2 separate regions of the Mus musculus genome follow, and region 1 is linked to region 2. The links are chromatin contacts, called in public HiChIP or PLAC-seq maps. All regions are on one chromosome and are shown on one strand. Each heading gives the region's core, a stretch centred on a gene start, on an enhancer-like site or on the middle of the called end of the contact. The rest is flanking DNA. Distances are from core to core; before and after follow the strand shown.

Region 1 (4,709 bases), core at 1,880-4,379, 790 kb after region 2:
TTGAGTTTTGTGCAGGGTAATAGATATGGGTCTATTTGCATTTTTCTCCATACAGACATCTACATGCAGTTAGACCAGCACCATCTGTTGAAGATGCTTTCTTTCCTTTTTCTGTTGTATGGTTTTGGCTTCTTTATCAAATATCAAGTGTCTATAGGTGTGTGTATTTATTTCTAGGTCTTCAGTTCTATTCAGTTGATCAATCTGTCTGTTTTTATGCCAACACCATGTGGTCTTCTTACTATTGCTCTGAAGTACAGTTTGAAATCAAGGATGGTGAAACCCCCAGAAGTTCTTTTATTCAGGATTGCTTTGGCTAATTTGGGTTTTTTGTTTTTCCACATGGAGTTGAGAGTTGCTCTTACAAGGTCTGTAAAGAATTGTTTTGGAATTTTTATGGGAATTGTATTGAATCTGTAAATTGCTTTTAGTAAGATGGCTATTTTTGTTATGTTAATCCTACTGATCCATGAGCATGGAAGATCTTTCCATTTTCTGATATCTTCCTCAATTTCTTTCTTCAGTGACTTGAAGTTCTTGTCAAAAGGTCTTTCACCTGGTAGAGTTACACCAAGATATTTTTATATTATTTGGAGGTACTGTGAAGGGTGTTGTTTTCCTAATTTCTTTCTCAGCCCATTTATCGTTTGTATAAATGAGGACTACTGATTTTTTTAAAGTTAATTTTGTATCTAGCCACATAGCTGAAGGTATTTATCACCTGGTAGAATTTTAGGTGTCACTTATACTATCATATCATCTGTGAATATAGATACTTTGAGTTTTTCTGCTCTTCCTATTTGTATCCCTTGGTCTCCTTAGCTGTCTTATTGTTCTAGCTAGAACTTTGAGTACTGTATTGAACAGATAGGGAGAAAGTGAGCAGCTTTGTCTTTGATGTTGGCTATTGGCTTGTTGTAGATTGCTTTGATTATGTTTAGGCATGTGCCTGTATCCCTGATCTCTCCAAGACTTTTAACATGAAGGGGTGTTGGATTTTGTCAAAGGTTTTTTCAGCATCTAGTGAGATGATCATGTGATTTTTTTCCCCAGTTTGTTTATATGGTAGATGACATTGCTGAATTTTTATATGTTGAACCATTCCTGCATCTCAGGGATGTAGCCTACTTGATTTTTTTTTCTTGATTTTGTTAGAGCTTTATTAGTTTCCTCTTTAAAGGCTTCTACATGTTTGATCATATTTTCCTGTATTTCTTTAGGAATTTATTCATTTCCTCTTTAAAGGCATCTATCAACTTTATAAGGATTTAAGGTCATTTTCTTTTACTTCGGTTGTGTTAGACTATCCAGGGCTTGCTGCAGTGGAATACTAGCCATGCTCCTGAAGATGCCATATTTCCCTGGCTCTTGTTTGTGTTCTTACTCTGGCCTTTCGCCATCTTGTTGTCCCTGGATATTCCTGGTGTGGCATGTATCTAGAAGGTGGGCCTAATCAGACTGTTCCTCTTGCAGCAGGCCTCAGGTGGGCAGCCTTAGACTGGATGTTCCTTGTGAGGTAAGTGTGGCAGAGGCTATCAGAGCAGTGGCCAGACAAGGGAGCTCAGGGGGACAGCAAGCAGCTCTTACAAGGCATCTGGGGAACTGAGAGAAGGGATCTAATCTGGGTGTTCCTTGTTCTGTGGGTCTGTTGGAGGCTGAGAGTGGTGGCCAGACAATGGACCTCAGGGGACAGCATGCAACTAGCAGTGGTTCTAACCTTCCTAATGTTGTGACACTTTAATACATCCCATGTAGCAACCCCCAACCATAAAATGATTTTCATTGTTACTTCACAACTATAATTTGGCTACTGTTATGAACTGTAATGTAACTGTCTGATATGCAAGGGTGTTAGGTGACCCCTGTAAAAGGGCTGTTTGATTCCCAAGGGGATCAAGAACAACAGGTTGAGAACCTCTGCTCTGCAAAGAACCCAGAGACAGGAGACAGAGAACCCAAGCCAGGGTTTTATAAGTGTATCTAATTAGGAGGGTCCCTTTCAGTGGATCTGGGACAATTCTTCTGGCTTCTCACTGTATTCCCAGGAGACCAGACAATCCTCACTCTTACTGTAAGTTCACCAGGACCTCATGGTTTCCAGGGAAGACTGGGCAGGAAGGGATCCAAAGGGGTGAGCACGAGGCTCCGTCTATTGCAATGCAGGGTCTCTCAATACAAAAATCCTTTGGAAATGTGTTTCTAAAGCAGTGCTTTATGAGTCTGGAGAACGTTTGTTCCTCCATGCTGTGGAGCCAGGTGCTGTTCTGCACACAAAGACAATCTCATGAGGAGCCACTCCGGGGAGCCTTCTTGGACCATCCACTGAGCATTTAAATGCTTCCTTGAAGCAATTCTAGCTGGATCTTATCTCTAAAAAAAATCACACATTACATGTTAAATTGTACAAGTTCCATCTATTTAACTCAAGATGCCCCTTAGGTTCATGCCTTTTGGGGGGCTATATTCAATGCAATGGATTCATTTGCTTTATCGCGCCAGGTTTTTTAATAACAGTGTTGGAGGTTTGCTCTTCCTTTATTTCGGAATGTCGTTAATCTTTCGAGGCAGAGTCTCACTCTGTAACCGAGGCTGGCCCGGAACTCTCAGCAACCCTCCTGCTTCAGTCCTCTAAGGCCTGTCTGTCGTCACAGTCACAAACCAGCATATCCAGCCTGGATTCTTCTTCCATGCTGTCAGCTATTTGGTAGCCCCTACCCAGTGGTTTCCCATAAGTGGAGGGACTGTGGTAAAGCTGCAAAGCTCAAAGCTTGAGATCAGGTCCTTCATTCACACTGCACACCGAGACTTACATGCCCATTTGCAACCAAGGAGACTACTACGGCTTGAAAGCAGCCCTGCAAAAACGTCAGCTGGAGCTAAAAAAGCACCACAAGAGGTATTTTTGGACCTGGCCCCTGCACACGCAGGTTCTGTTTGCTTTAGGTTTTATCCATAGGCTAGAGGGAAGAGCACGTACTATACAAGATTTGTGCATTCATAAAAATAATCTTATTACCCCAAATATGCTCTTAAAATAAGCTATTTGGACGCTTTCCTCTCCTAAGGCAACATCTCTTTGCTCTCTGAAGCAATCACAAGGCTTCCGGTTATACTTAGCACCCTCCTTGGTTTCTGCAGTGTTCCTTGGTGAGCATGCACCCCGTTATAGTTGAAAGCATTTGCCAGCTGTAAATGTCTTCTCCAATCCCCTCTATAAAAGAATATTAAAATCAAGGCGCTTGTTGTTATGAGTTTCTAAAACAATGGTCCTGGAGGTACCAGCTGCTCTTTCTTATCGTAACAAACTTTCTTGGCAATGCTGAGCTACATCTTATAACATCCCTGGAGGGAAGTACTGAAATCCAGGAGCGGAGGTTACAAAGCCTTGGCTTCTATATGATCCAGAAGACTCCTGACAGGACCAGCTAACCTTGAAGGCTGGGGCTTGCGCCTTCTGTGGGTTGAATAATCAGGAAGTGAAATAGAAAGATGGAGGGAGGAAGGGGGAGAGGAGAAAGGGGACAGAGAGAGGGGTGTAGAGAAAGAGTCCCTGAGGCTCTTCACAAAATTTCTAGCTAGCTATTCAATAGTCCCACTTTGCAGCAGCTGTCCAGGCCAGACATACTGCTGGTTTCTGTAGGCACTGCTTCCCATCTGGAATACGAGGAAGGCCTTGAGCAAGGCATCCACATTTATGCCAAAGATGCTCCAAATGAACAAAGCAGGGACTGTTTGCTGTACAGACTCCAAAGAACAGAAACAGACCTTCCAACAGGAGCCTCATCAGACTCTCTGGTCTGCTAAGGAAACATTATCACAGGGAGGAGCTCAGAGGGGCTTTGCCACAACAAAAGCTTACATGACTCAGACACCAAAGCCAACTCAAAGCATTCGGAGGGGTGCAGTTTTATGTGCACGCTTTAGAGCTCAGTTCTAAAGGGCACGATTACCATAGCTCATCTTTCCGAATGCACACCAGACACTTTGCTTGTACTATTTGCTTCTGCCAACCATGGAAGAACCAGTAAGTAAAACATTTTATTAGGCCATAGTAATAAAAGTTAGACCATTTATGCTTTTAAATGTATATTATATTGTTTAATCTCCACAATGAACCAATGGGCTATCACTGCATTCATTTAGTAGGTGAGTAACTCAAAGACATTAAGTGAATACCAATGCATGCTCTGAACTCCCAGGCTTTACTACGAGTTCTCAAAATATTTGGGATCATTTCTCTAGCAGGTCCACCTGATCCTCATGCAAAATGAACCAGAGTCTGCCACTGTAGCATTCAGAATTCAGAATTAAGGATATGCAGAGAGCGAATGCCTGAGGTGGGGTTTGAACCCAGATGGGAAAGCTCTGATGTGCATAGTTTTAGCCCTGTTATCTTCCCTCTTCAATTTTCCCTTGCTCTGACTTTCTGGAGTAGCAGCTGCATCTTCACCCTCAAACAAATGAGCCATGCCAAACACCCAGGAAAAAAGAACCTACACAACACACCTTGAGGTCTAGGGCTTGAATGAATACTTTATGAGTACTGTGTGTTGAAATGAAACCTACATTGTTCTAAATCACACAAACAAATGGCCTTTCAAAGATCCAGGGTCTCAGGGTTGGAGGGTCTGAAGGAAGTACCTCATCTTCTGAAGGCTATTGTCAGACTCAGTCTATTTTGCATGCGGATCACATTGGGCCCACCCAGA
Region 2 (5,291 bases), core at 928-3,427:
CTTTAGAGAGTGCTCCTCACAGTGTTAAAAATCACCCGTGCCACAGAGCACGCAATTTAAAAACAAAAGATAGAAAGCAGTGGAGTGGCCAGGAAGGGCAGTTTTTTAAAATCAGCAATAAAATGCCAGTTTGAGGCTCACCCCCAGGTCCGGAAGATCACCTGGCCCATTGGCGCTCTGTCAGCAGGAAGTGCAGGAAGTGATGTTCCTTCAGCTGTTAGCTCCCAAAGCTAGTGAGCCAACCACCTTCCTTCAGATTCCCTCCAAGTCTTTATGACTCAGCCCCAGGCCAGTGCCAACTTGCTTATTTTCTTCCTGTGCCTGGTTCTTGGCAGCTTGTAGGAGACTGTGGTGTCTGACAGGGGCAGAGCAGCTGGCCTGCTCTAAGCATTCAGTCCTGGGGCCAGCGTAGCAGCCAGAGAGAGCGCTACTGCTCAGCCTTCACTGTAGTGGGCGACAAAATGATACTGTTGATCAAGCTAGTAGCCCAGTGATGATGGTGCCGAGAGCTAATCTCCACAGAGGCTTCTGTGAAGGGAGGGTGTTGTCTCTCGGCTAAGGTTTTGCCAGTCTTGGAAGACACGTTTAGAATTAGAGAGGAGAAACGGAAACTAACCATGCCACTGGGCGGGAAGAGGACAGCATCATGCTTACTTAAGTCGTTTTGGGTTGATGGAAGAAAATAATCTCTTGTAACAGAGATGGCCTCACTGTTGATAGATTTGCCTCAAGACTGAGCTAAGAACTAGGGTTTGAGAGAGGCTGAGCTGTCATTTCTAGCCCCTTCCTCACCTGCATGACCTCGGTCAAGTCGTTTCTCTGTGCTTCAGTTTTCCTTGCTGGTAAAATGAATGGAGCTGGCCTCAGTACTTTCCCTTTCATAGTACACAGTAGATCTCTGTCTGTCTGTGTGTCTGTTTATCTCTCTCTCTTTCCTTTCTGTAGTCCTTCCCCTACCTCCAAAGTGCTAGGATTAGAGGGATGAACGACCACACTTCGAAGGCTGACTTGGAGATCTTCCTGCCCCAGGCTCCTAAGGGCTGAACTGACAGATACTCACTACCAAGCCTGTTTACATAATAACTTTCTTTTTCAGAGAGCCTCACCCATGCCTGGAAGACAGGTATCAGCTGTCTCTAGCTGACAGATCCTGCGAAGATCACTCAGAAAAGAGCCATTTCCTGGGCTGGTGAGATGGTTGGTTCATCAGGAAAGGTACTCATTGGCAAACCTAATGACCTGAGTGTGATTCCTAGGTCCCACGTGGTGGAAGGAAAAACCCGACTCCTGCAAGTTGTCCTCTGACCTTCATACCTGTGCTGTGCAATGCACTTGTACATCCATGTATACACTCACAAACATACATACATACACACACACACACTGAAAGAAGGAACAGAAAGGTAGAAACTAGGTAGAAGAACCATTTTCTGGTCACAGCAGGTTTCTCTCCTGCGGCTACAGCCCCGTGGCAGCTTTAGGGAGTAGGGATGTCGGGGAGGTGGGGAGAAGCAGCATCCTTGGGCTCAAACACACATTTATTAATCATAAGCTTCCCTACTCATTGTGTTGGTGGTTTGCCGTTTGGTTGTTTTCCATGTGGTCCTAATGCAACCACATCCTGGCATTTCCAGAGCACTGCCCCACAGGAAGAGCTGGCCCTGTCTCACCTGGGCAGCCATGAGATCTCAGTTCCAGCTTCACAATGCTCCACTCTCTCGCCCTCCCGAGCATCCTCCTGCTGCATTCATTTCTCCCCAGCCCCTGGTTTATTCAGCTGTGTTCTTCTCTGCTCCACAGGCGATCTGTCACGGGAGCCCATCACAGCCCGATTGGAGTGCACTTTATCTTTTCCTCTGCCCTGTCTGCTGAGCAAACATGCACATTTGGCATTTCAGCCCTGGAAATTCTCAGACTCTCATTGCTCTTGCCCCAGATGGAAACTTCAGTGTCTTTGCAGAAAAATTCCACATTCTCCTGCAACCTAAACCCAGCTCTTTACTGAATCCTTAGGATATGCTGGGCTGTTGTGTCCTCAAGAGGGTTATGATACTGCGCGTGGAATGAGAGAGATGTATGTGAAACAATTTGAAAACAGGAAAGGCACACAGTGTAGTCATTCTTGCCACCAGATGCTAAAATGTGCAGGGTTAAGATCCCACTCAGCCAGCAGTGAACGCTGACTCACACAGAGTCCTTCTGCGCATCTCGTTTCTACCTCACAACAAGCCTGGAAGTTGGGCTCACTGTCCTTATTTTATACACCAGCAGACTGAGTCACAATTACTCCAATGGCCTAAGGTCTCAGGGATGGTAAGACAAACCAGTTCTGCTCACCCTACTCCACACGATGCATTCAGCATTATTATTCTATTTTGCCATGTTGGGGATTGAACCCAGGGTCCCATGCACTCTATGCTACTAGGCCTAGTCCCCATTTGAAGCTCTTTGTAGGGTCCCTGCTTTTATGAGCTCCATGACAATAGGAGCTGGGTGATTTGCTCCTGGCTGTTTTCCAGAGCCCAGTTCTAGAAACCAGGCTGCACCTTTTGCAAAAGCATCCACTGAAAAAGCGAGACCAATGATATCTTTCTCTAGAGTCAGAATTGGGGAGCCCTTGCCAGGTTCTTGGGAGTGGGGTTCGGGGGTTGTTCAAGCTTGGTCACTCCAGTGGGGGAGGGGAAGGGCTTGGTCATAAAAGAATAGAGAAAGAAAAGGAAGTAAGAAACAAATACCAAACAACAAAGAGACCCCATGTGACAGCCTGAGCTTCGGATAACCCAGCACTACTGCTGTTTATCAATTCTTAAAATCCAGCTCTTGCTAGGTACGTACTACACCCCAACACTCGTGGCAGTGCTGGCCTGTGCTTGTGCACTGAAGTCGGAGTCTCACATGAGAACAAAGGCTGGCTCTACCCTATTTTGCAGCCCCTGAGGTGAGTTGCTCCTTCACAGCCTGTATTCATTAGAGTGAATTGAAATTAAGAAGGGTCCCTTGCTGCTCACCCCACTTCCTTTTTAAATCTGTGTCTCCCTCGCACCCCCGTCCGGGAAGTGGCTCTGATACAAGAGAGACTCAGTGGAGAAGCCCCTTGGTTGCTATAAGCAGAAATGAATGAGATGCCAAGTTTTTTTAAAGCCCTGCGTCTGATCTGTCCTAGATTGTATTCCCATTCTAAAAAAAAGGAAAGACAAGAAGCTGCCTCCTTCTTTGAGGCAGCCTAGAGGTTTTGCTTCAAAGGGGACTGAGGGGAAAATGTTCAATTTTATCAGTCGGTTCTGCAGGGCCCTTCTCTTCAGGACACTGTTTAGTTCACTGAGTGAAGTAGAAAATGAAGACCAGGTGAGCAGCCAGCTGTGTAAAGCTTTAATGGGCCCGGCACCCCTTTGGGAATGAGACAAGGCTCTTGTGGGCCCTCGCTCTCAGCATCTCTTTCAGTTCAGCGGGCTTTGTTTTCGTAATGGGAATTTAACTCCCTCGGGTAGCCTATGAGATGGAGGAATAGCTGTACATCAAGAGGAATATCCATCAAGCATGGAGCTCCCGAAAACTTCCAAGGGAATCAAAGCCACTGTTCCCAAAGGGACCCTGGGCTCATGGGGAGTGGGAGCCTGGAAATCTTAAACTTCCTGGGTTGGAGGGTTGGCCATTCTTAAGATGCTGGGGACAGAGTCGTGCTGGGACTACCTATGGTTTCCTTGCGCTGCAGCTGGGACAGATCCTAGGTTATGTGCTTGTAGAGATCCAGACCCAGGCAGACTCTGCACAATACTAAATAAGGCACTTAGTTACATGGCTGGTGCAGAGTAAACGGAATGCCCAGGTCCTGGCCTTCCCCCTTATTCTCACCATTAGATAAACACCTTTCCCTGTCCTCCCAGTGGTTACCACTCCAAGTACCAACTCTTCATAGAACTCACAGAGCAGAAAAGCTTTAAGCTTTCCTGTTGTTTCCTTTGGTGATAGATAACGTGGGTCATGGCCATCACGGACCCCTACCTCTGGAGAGCCAGGAACTCAGACATAGCTCTCAGCAGCCTCAGGTGGCAGAGCAGGCTACTCACATCAAGCTGTTCCGCACTACCCTCCTTTTCCAGGTCCTCTTCTTGTCATAGTCTTCCTAGTGCACACACCATCTTGTTCTTCTTTCTCTCCCATCTCCCCTCCACATCCTGGCCCATCCATCATAGTGGTGTCTGCCTGCCACTGTGTGGCTGTGGATATCGCCTATGTATGTATGTATGTATGTATGTATGTATGTATGTATGTATGTTTATTATTACATCCTGACTACAGTTTTCCTTTCTTCTTCTCTTCCCAGCCCCCACCCCCGAGCTGTTTTCTTTTTTAAGAGTGAATAAGGCCATAAAGTTGGGTGGGCTGGGAGGTGCAGAGGACCTGGGGAGAAGTTGGGGGAGAGAAAACCATGATCAAAATATATTGTATGAAATATTTTTTAAAATTAAAAGTAACCAAGAGGAAGAGCAATGGAGGCAGATACTTGATTTCTGACCTTCAGAAGTGCAGGCATGGGTGAGCACACTGTAGACATGTGTGTATCACACTTGCACACACACATACCACACATACATATACATACATAAACATACACACATATACACACACATACATACCACACAGACACACATATACACAAATACATACACATACACACATACATAAGCATACATACATATACACACATACATACATATACTACACACACAGACACATATATACACACATACACATATATACATACATACAAACATATATACACACATACCCACATACACATATACACACATATAAGCACACATACACACACACTTAATAAATAAAATGAATAGGATTGCCAGGCATGGTGGCTTATATGTCTAAAGGACTCAAGAACACCTCAGATTTGAGACCCCTATGTAATGAGATCTTGTCTAAAAATGAGCAAAAGAAACATACAATAAATAAATAAAAAACAAAAATAAGTTGGATTCCCTTTATGTTTTTTTGAGTAGAAGACATTGCAAGTTATATTTGATTTTAGAATTTTTTATTCAAAGATAACCCTATGCAGAGACATATACATCATCTCATATAGTCCTCACCACTATGCAAGGTAAATGACATAATTCCTGCTCTACAGACAAGAAATTGAAATTCAGAGAGGCTGAATAATTTTGCAAGGTCAAACAGTAGGAGTGAAGCTGGGTTCCAAATCTGAGTTCATTTATTCTCTTGTGTTGTGAAGCTGAAGTCCAAAGAGCTCTTGTCGGACTCAATTGTAATTCCAC

What was found. HiChIP or PLAC-seq counts read pairs in DNA pulled down with a chosen protein or histone mark.
Region 1: a contact with region 2 is called in an H3K27ac HiChIP or PLAC-seq map of SST interneurons, with 9 times the contacts expected there. The contact joins two enhancer-like sites. A contact is called at or near these places in 5 of 39 promoter capture datasets (cranial neural crest, maxillary cranial neural crest, pre-B cells and 2 more), 1 of 15 datasets of contacts at CTCF or cohesin (large pre-B cells) and 5 of 115 datasets of contacts at active chromatin or transcription factors (SST interneurons, bone marrow-derived macrophages, craniofacial prominence and 2 more).

What each region holds. Positions count from the first base shown.
Region 1 is chr12:77,804,757-77,809,465 of GRCm38.p6, forward strand. The region is part of intron 1 of Gm35488 (a long non-coding RNA gene); the gene reads right to left. Among named protein-coding and RNA genes, the nearest start is that of Gm35488, 5.7 kb to the right of the region's middle. Within about 2 kb of position 3,130, at least 7 of the 459 cell types and tissues checked have an H3K27ac peak or open chromatin away from gene starts, as enhancers often do. A contact at or near this core is called in SST interneurons, where this site is marked.
Region 2 is chr12:77,019,939-77,025,229 of GRCm38.p6, forward strand. It overlaps Gm35041 (a long non-coding RNA gene), which reads left to right. Exons shown (of 3, transcript XR_381701.1): 2 at 1,097-1,215; 3 at 1,801-2,102. Among named protein-coding and RNA genes, the nearest start is that of Gm35189, 32 kb to the right of the region's middle. Within about 2 kb of position 2,178, at least 10 of the 459 cell types and tissues checked have an H3K27ac peak or open chromatin away from gene starts, as enhancers often do. A contact at or near this core is called in SST interneurons, where this site is marked.